Regions from separate parts of the Mus musculus genome. Here region 2 is linked to region 1. Evidence: chromatin contacts called from public HiChIP or PLAC-seq data. All regions are on one chromosome and are shown on one strand. Each heading gives the region's core, a stretch centred on a gene start, on an enhancer-like site or on the middle of the called end of the contact. The rest is flanking DNA. Distances are from core to core; before and after follow the strand shown. Region 1 overlaps Hs6st1 (heparan sulfate 6-O-sulfotransferase 1). Region 2 overlaps Uggt1 (UDP-glucose glycoprotein glucosyltransferase 1).

Evidence for each region. HiChIP or PLAC-seq counts read pairs in DNA pulled down with a chosen protein or histone mark.
Region 2: a contact with region 1 is called in an HNF4G HiChIP or PLAC-seq map of pancreatic cancer cells. The contact joins two enhancer-like sites. A contact is called at or near these places in 2 of 115 datasets of contacts at active chromatin or transcription factors (embryonic stem cells and pancreatic cancer cells) and 3 of 9 other capture datasets (adipose tissue, liver and pancreatic islet).

What each region holds. Positions count from the first base shown.
Region 1 is chr1:36,093,473-36,097,613 of GRCm38.p6, forward strand. The region is part of intron 1 of Hs6st1 (heparan sulfate 6-O-sulfotransferase 1); the gene reads left to right. Among named protein-coding and RNA genes, the nearest start is that of Hs6st1, 27 kb to the left of the region's middle. Within about 2 kb of position 2,424, at least 67 of the 459 cell types and tissues checked have an H3K27ac peak or open chromatin away from gene starts, as enhancers often do. A contact at or near this core is called in pancreatic cancer cells, where this site is marked.
Region 2 is chr1:36,157,473-36,161,688 of GRCm38.p6, forward strand. It overlaps Uggt1 (UDP-glucose glycoprotein glucosyltransferase 1), which reads right to left. Exons shown (of 41, transcript NM_198899.2): 31 at 4,204-4,216; 32 at 2,470-2,554; 33 at 636-724; 34 at 1-29. Among named protein-coding and RNA genes, the nearest start is that of Mir6897, 15 kb to the left of the region's middle. Within about 2 kb of position 2,964, at least 87 of the 459 cell types and tissues checked have an H3K27ac peak or open chromatin away from gene starts, as enhancers often do. A contact at or near this core is called in pancreatic cancer cells, where this site is marked.

The DNA of each region.
Region 1 (4,141 bases), core at 1,174-3,673:
CAGCAACTATTCCCACCCATTGAGCTGTCCCCCAGTCCCATAACCCCTCCCGCTCCACCCCTCCAGGCTTTTGTGATGTGGGTTCTGGGGACTTGAACTCATGTTGTCATGCTTGCAAGACAGGCACCTTACCAACTGAGCCATCTGCACAGGCCAGTTCCGATTTTATTTTTGAGGCTACAGGTTCATCGGTGATCTTACGTCTGGACACTTTCTAAGAAATGTTTATCTGACCAGTGTTTTCTCTTTCTCTTGCATGTTCCGGTGCGTCTGCCTCCATTGGTGATTGGTGAGAACAGGTAAGTGTGTTTCGGCTGCTTCTCCTTCCTCCCCGCTGGACTTCTCCGCCTGCTGGGTGCCATTGTATGGACCTCAGAGGAGGTCATGTCTATATTTCACAAGGAAGAAACATGTCAGAGGTGTTCTGTGGGCGCCTTGTTCCAACCACACAGCCCATCGGTGGCAGAGCCCTTGGCAAATATGAGGGAGACCTTTGTCCCGTCGATGACTATGGCACACCTAGTTCCTACCAGGTGCCTTGTGAAAACAGTGATAGAGCACATGTACCCTGTGAAGTCAGAGCCTCCAGGACCCTCAGTTTACCAATCCACAAGGGCTTCTAATAGCAACCAGGAGAAGGGCCAGCAAGCACCCGGCAGGCTTCCCACTCTCCTGGAGGTATGGAGAAGAGCGGTCACCGGGGAGCCAAAGTGTCAGGTGTGGTGGAGAAGGATACCTGACACTAGAGAGCCCAGTAGCCCCCAGGCCCTGGGGTCATTACAGGTGACAGCTTTCCCATTATATCAACCAAAATTTGCCAACACCTTCCCTGGGAATGAAGCTGGATCAACAGATTACAGGCTGATAGAAGTTGGGATGTTGCAGCTGATTTGGTCACAGAGTGGTTCTTCTAGAATGGCTGGCAAGACTGATTTCTTTGGGGGAAAGTAGTCTAGTGTGAGGTGGGTAGGGGTGTGGTATGTAGATGTCAGCCTTCTTTTGAGGAGAGACTGCTTGTGGTGGCTGCCTGTCAGAGAACTATGGACAAGCTGTTGTTCAGGATGGCGGAAAGAGCCAGCCACCATCTTTTTTGCAACAAGTTGGGCCTGGAGGGTGTCCCAGAACACCCTACTTGGTCTTTAGACCCTTTCTGGACTTCCTAAGATACAGAGTAACCTACCATTGTTGGACATAGTATCTATTTTGTACATTTAATTCATTGTATGTGTGTATATTTGGTGGAGGTGGTGTGTGTGTGTGTGTGTGTGTGTGTGTGTGTGTGTGTGTATTAGAGGCCAACTTTCTGGAGTCACTTCAGATTGTATACTTTTTTGTTTGTTTGTTTCTTTGGTTATTAAAAAAATGGAAAAATACAAGGAAAGCAAAGAAAAATCTACCCAGGGCACTAACAGGCCCCAGCCTATGTCTCCCAACTGCCATGTAACCTCCAAATACAGTATGTCATTGACTCTGGCTTATAATCCCTGTGCACTTCCAATCCTGGCAGGGATGTTCCTGGCAAGCCGTGGCACACTGCATGTTGCTTTGTGTGGTTATGGTTGTGTGTAGATACCAAAGTTCCTGGCACAGGTAACCAGAGCTGGGCGCAGCCTGGTCAGTGGCGGGAGCAGATGGAGATTGGTTGTGGGTGCCTTGGCCCAGTCAACTACATGTTCTGCACACACTGGCAGAGCCCAGCACAGCCACCCCACCCCGTCAGAGGCCTCTGTTTCCCCTCTTTGGCCTGGTATTTGTGGGGGAAAAGGGTAAATCAGTTGCAGACCATGAAGATGTGAGAAAGAACAGTGTGAGTTCGAAGCACCCACCCCCACAGAGGCGAGGAGACCAAAAGAGCCAGTTGCCCTTCCTCCCCTGTCCCCAGCTCTCAGCTCCAACAGGGAGAAACCCAGCTCTGGAGGCAGGTCTCAGGCTGAGTGAGCAGGTCCGTGCCCACCTTCCTGCATACACCCAGCAAAGAAACGGAGTTCTGTCACCTTCTCTTGACCTCAAAGTATGAATGCATGCAGGCAGAAGCCACATCTTGCCTGCCCAGCATCAGGAGCCAGAAAGTACCAGGCAGGTGGGCGTGAACTATGAATGAGTTACAGCAGGCCTCTCCTACTCCCCTCTTCCCTGGCACGACGCCCCAGGCAGCCTCTCTTCTCACTAGAGAGTCCCACTCACTGGAACCCTGCCTAGATGCCTCAGAGATGCCAGGACGAGGCCCCACCCATATGTTGGAGGATGCAAGCAGAACACTGTTTAGGGTGTCACAGTAAGTGAGAGCCCCTAAACCCAGCCACTCATCCCCTCTTCCCTCAAGAGAGCTGGTAGCTGGTAGATCTGACTTTATGCTCTGCCCTGCTTGAAGGCATTGATATGCCCTCCTACTACAGCCTCTCCCTGGGCGGGGCTCTCCCAGAACCGCCCTTGAGCCATTACCAGCCCTACTGATATGAGCCAGGTTAAAACTATTCATGGGCCTAGTGTCCCAGGTCGAGGCCAGTCCTCTTGTTCCAGGTAGTGAGCTTGGGGTGGGTATCTCATAATGAAGGGTTGGGCTTGTTCCATCAGGCAACCAGGAAGTGTGCCGTGGGGAAGGGGCATCCCCTGTGCCTTGACATGCCCAATCAGCACACAAGCTGGGCCAGGGGGCAGCCCTGAGCTCTCCTGGGCTTTGTCTGCGCCTCGTGGGCTCTGCAGGGCTCTAGGAACTTTGAAATAGCTTGCACTTCTCCGAGGGTGGGACTGAGACTCCCTGCCTTGTCCTAAGGAGAAGAGAGACTTTAGGGACCTTCATGGACGCAGTCCAGATACCCACACAATAGCTCAGTTTCTCTGTGGGTGTGGCTCTTTGGCAGTAAGGCCTCTTGGTAAAGCAGCCAGCCTCATTTATAAAGTGAGCAAAGGTTTTCACACTCCCACTAAGCCACTAGGTGCTGCCAGCCTCGGGGGTATCAGGGTTTCCTACAGCTCGCTCGGTAAGGATGTACTTTCTCACTTTGGTGGTTTTAAATAGTTTGATGTTTTGAAACTACTCAGCCATACCTGGTCCTTCTAGGCTAGCCAGCCAGTGAGCTGTTTCAAGGGCTCACCTGTCTCTGCCTCCCATCTCACTGGGATAAGATTATGTGTTCCTTTATGTGTTTCCCCCCTCCCCCACCTCCACCCCCCATCCTAGTAGTGTTCTTTAATAGATGCCACGCCACCAACTCTTCATAGGCCTAAGTAGATATTTTCTGTCCGTCTGTTTAACAGATGCAAACTGGAGGGCTGAGTGATCAACAGACCTGTCCATCTGTCATTGTTGTCACATGTAGATCCTTCCTGTCAGGTTAGCCCTGGGACCTCTTGCTCTGCTGTCTGCCCATTTCCCAGTCAGAGCTGTAGGGGTTGGGGACTGTACCTAAAGAGTCTTGAATACTAGGGCAGGAATGAGTACTCTGCCCTCACTCACCCTACAGAGGCAGTGTCAGTGAGTGGGACTCACTCCTCAGCCTTTGCTCCATCCACCGCGCTCCATCTGATTTTCCCAGGTAACAAGGGCACTGGGAGGGAGGGTCCCAAGCACCAGGCATCTTCTTCTAACAAGAAGCTATTAGGATTCCTGCCCGTGGCTATCTACCCTTGGACTTTAGGATGGGGTGGGGGGAACCTGTCCAAGAGCTCACAGCATGGCAGAGGTGTCCAGGCTGTATGCTCTTGGTGGGCAGCACCAGTTTCTGTTTAAAGTCACTCACCTGGGAGGCAGCATTTGCCCTTCAGGGCTGGCTCAGTCTCCTTCACGTGGCTCTCTCTGACTTATAATTAATACACCTTAGCAGAAATGACCTGTGGTGGATTCAGTTGGTTTTTGTGGTTGTTGTGGTGGTGGTGGTAGTGGTGGTGGTGGTTGTGGTTGTTGTTGTGGTGGTGGTGGTGGTGGTGGTGGTGGTGGTGGTGGTGGTGGTGGTGGTGGTTGTGGTTGTTGTGGTGGTGGTTGTGGTTGTTGTGGTGGTGGTGGTTGTGGTTGTGGTTGTTGTTGTTGTGGTGGTGGTGGTTGTGGTTGTTGTTGTGGTGGTGGTGGTGGTGTTGGTGGTGGTGGTGGTGGTGGTGGTTGTGGTTGTTGTTGTGGTGGTGGTTGTGGTTGTTGTGGTGGTTG
Region 2 (4,216 bases), core at 1,714-4,213, 65 kb after region 1:
CTTCTTCAGCCTTCTGTCCTGAGAAGCCCCTGTGATGACATAATTAAAAACAGCACTTACATGTGGGGCTGACACAACCTTTCAGGAGAGGAAAGGGACAGTGCCTGAGCCTTCCTGCTCCAGAGGTAAGACTTGGTGGGAGCACCAGGGGATACTGGGTGGGAGCACCAGGGGATGCTGGGTGGGAGCACCAGGGGATGCTGGGTGGGAGCACCAGGGGATGCTGGGTGAGAGCACCAGGGGATGCTGGGTGGGAGCACCAGGGGATGCTAGGTGGGGCACAAGGAAAAGGAGGTAATAAGGAGGATGCTCCCCAAAGGCACCCGGTCATTGAGGAATACACAGAACACAAGCTACTCCAAAGAACACAGCCGTCCAATGACCGTCACCTCTGCCAGCAGTGGGCCCCACCAACCACAAGGGAAGAGAGCACACCAGAAGCTCCCTCCGTGGAAGAACACTTTCCTTCTCTTAACCGAAAGGGAAGCATTCCTCTTCTCCAACTGAAAGGGCTTAATCTAGCTGCATGAAGTGGTTTGGAAGCCCAGAAAAAATTACCATATTGCAAAGGATGCATGGTTCACACCTCTGGCCCTCCCTGTACATGTAAGCTGTTCACCATGATGCCGACTTACCACTTGAATGAGTCCCAGAATCCAGACTCGTTCTCATTTGTCCCATCACTCAGCAAGTCTTCATTAGCCATGTCTGCCTTCTTCTGAACCTGCAATTGTATGTGACAGGTCTGACAGGCGCAAACCTGAAGTGCACTGGCAACAGGAAACAATCAACCAATTCTCCTAAAGGGGACCCCACCCAGACTCTCAGGACTGTGGCAGTGCGTTCATCAGAACACTCACGTTAAAGCCTTCAGGGGCAAGCCAGCCATCTCTTTGAATTGTACAAAGAGCCAAAGACCAAGCTCATAGAAACAGAGGGAGTAACCCAGAAGACAACTTCTCTAGCTGACAACTTCAAGGGAAGAATGCGGCCCACAGGAACCATTGAGAGAGGCGCATCAGGTGGTCCATGCTCAGGACTTCTACCACAAAAGATTCCCTGCAGCAATCACCCTCCTGTTCAGCCTCGCAATGGCTGACTTTAGGTTTTACCATGTGTAACAGTTACTTATCCTACAATCATTTTACTTTAGGATTTCAAAATGCTGAAGAGAAAGAGAGTAAGAAAAGACTAAATAAAATCACCTGTTTGTATTCTGTGTTTGGTTTTGTAGGCAGTGTCTCATATCATTCAAGATGGCCTCAAACTCACTATGCAGTCTAGGCTGACCTTAAATTCCTGATCCTCCTGCCTCTAACTCCCCAGTTCTGAGACTACAGGTGTGCACCATCCTGCCTATAAAAACTATAATCTTACTGTTGAATTGCCAGTGGAATTTCCCACAGTCTTCTGAGACTAAAATACTAACTCTATGAATTGTGGGTATGAAAGCGCCCAAGCCAGAGCTGGAGAGATAGCTCAGTGGTTCAGAGCACACTCATACAGCTCCCCCAGAGGACCTGAGTTCAGTTCCCAGCAACTATACTGAATAGTTCACAACAACCTGTAACTCCATTTCTAAGAGATACCAATGCTCTCTTGTGCCCTTCACAGGTATACGAGTGTCATATATTCACATAAACACATTTACATGTGTATAAATAAATAAAACTTAAAAAAAAAAACATGGCAAAGCTGAGCCAGGTGCAATGCCTTTAATCCTGATACTTGGGAGGCAGTCAAACATATCTGTGAGTTCGAGGCCAACCTGGTCTACATAGCAAGTCCCAGGTCAATCAGGGCTTCAGGGCTAAATAGTGAGACCCTGTCTCAATCAGAATGGAGAGGGGAGTACACAAAGTCTCTGTGGGGACATTTTGCACAAAATGGGACTCTGAGATTACCAAAAGTGACAATCTGTTGGCTGAAGAAAGCTAGAATCTTATCTTCACTAAGACATTTTTCTTAAGCAGCATCCCTAGAACTATTAAAACAAACAACAACAAAATCCAAAAGCCAACCAACCAACCAAAAGCCACTTCCAAATGGAATACCAAAATGACTTCCAAATGCAGCAGTCCTACTTCATCTAATGGAGACATTCCAAGCCCCTACTGGATGCATGAACTCTAAGAGTAGAGAACCCTGTATACATATTACAGCTTTGTTCACTCTATTTGTACTAATGCTTAATTGGTAAGTTAGGCAAGGTAAAAATCACAACAGTAATTAACACAAAACAGAACATTAAAACAGTGTCTTAATGAACTACCGCGAGAGGGCTCTCCTAGCACGGTCACAAGTGTTAGTACCTCCGACAGCGGCTGCCACGGGGGGACTGCTGTCTGTTCCCTGACAGTGGCTGGCCACGGCCACAGGGGGGGACTGCTGTCTGTTCCCTGACAGTGGCTGGCCACGGCCACAGGGGGGGACTGCTGTCTGTTCCCTGACAAAGCCGAGCAGACTCACCTTCACTTTGATGATCTTGCTCTTGAAGTTATTGAGGATGACAACAACGTCGTTTGCATCAGGAGGGGAATCTGTACCATCATGGCTTAGAGACAAGTAAGACAGAGAAAGAAATCACAATCCCAAAATGCGGTAAATACTCAGACAACAAGATGGGCTGTGCTTGCCCATCTTCATTGTAGAAACACTTTTTAAAACCAACAGTTTCCTCACAGTCTGAAAGAAACACCTTTACAGGACAAAGAAGTGTTCCTGGAAATCTCCATCTCTAGGCTAGGGACGTGAGCTGACTTCCTTCCTACAGCAGGCAAACATCAATGGGCTCTCAGGCAGGACAAGCACTGGTCAGATCATGACAAAGCTTGTCCGCTCACAGTCTGCACACTCAGGCCCATCCCTGGAGCCGCTTCTGCTGTTTAACTCTTGGCAGAGTGTGGTGACTCACACCTGTAACCCCAACAGGAAGCAGCAGGGAGATCAACTGCGATCAAAGCCAGCCTAGGCTACAGTGTGAGAGGCGGCACAACCAGCCAAGTTTAGAGCACAGACTCAATTCTGTGTCTGGTAGGAAGCCCACAGTGCAGCCGCTCTGGTCCGAGGCCCACAAGGCAGAGCAGGACGACTGTGAGTACTCGCTTCCTCCTCATCTCACTCTCCAGGCAGCAATGTGAGGAAGCCACTGCATGTGCTGTCACTCAGCAGGCAGCAAAAGGAGAGGAGAAAGCTGGCGCACAGAAGATTCCAGAATCACAGGCTGTCCATTTGGGAAGCCTCGGAAGACAGGAACCCTAGACAGCAGAGAGGACGGCACCACAGCCCCAGGCAAGGAAGAAGATGGACAGGGCCCATAGAAGAAACATTCTGTGAAGCCTTCTTGGGAAAATAACTGAATCAGGGAAAAGCCTACTATTTACAATAAGGACATTACTATAGCACAAAATTCTAAGTTATTGAATAAGAAATCTGCACAAGCTAGGTATGGAGGCACACGCCTGAGGTCTCAGCTACAGGAGACTAAGGCAGAAGACTCACTTGAGTCCAGTTCAAGCGTGGGTGAGAGAAAAACCAAAACCAAACCCACTAAACCACACTGCTTCTCCATGTCAAGTAAAAGGCCATGAAGCCAAAGCAAATACACACATTAGGCTGTTCACAGAAACCATAATGAAAACCATTCCCTACACAAACTGGCACAGAACTAAGGACGAGTTTAAACTGTGTTAAACAGGATAGAGACCACATTTTTAAAATGGTGTTCTGGGGTTCGTTTGAACTTTAAGACAATTCCTGTCACTGACAGGCTGGTGTAGGAGTACGCCTACACAACTGCAGCCCAGGGACCAGGACCGACAGTCAGACTACACAGTCAAAGCTCATGTGTTCTGTGCATGTACAAAACAGCCGGGGTCATGATAAACACCTCCCATCAGCGTACTGAACAGGACCGACCCTGCTGTTTCCAGTCAGCTCTCATCAAGTGGTCAGAGCTCCTGCCTGCTATCTGCATCCTTCTGATAAGAGCTGACAGGGAAAGCAATGGAGAACAGACCTCGCTCTGATCAGCACTTAGACCCCTTGCTAACCAACCCATCCCCTACAACTTCTCCCACACTTACTCTTCTGAGAAGCTTGGCTTTATCATGAACTCGACTATAACGCACGATGCCTGGGGTAAGCCCAGATAATGCGCAATTAAAGCTCAGTCTCTACAATGAAGCCGTCTCCTTGTCCTACCTGTAGATCCTAT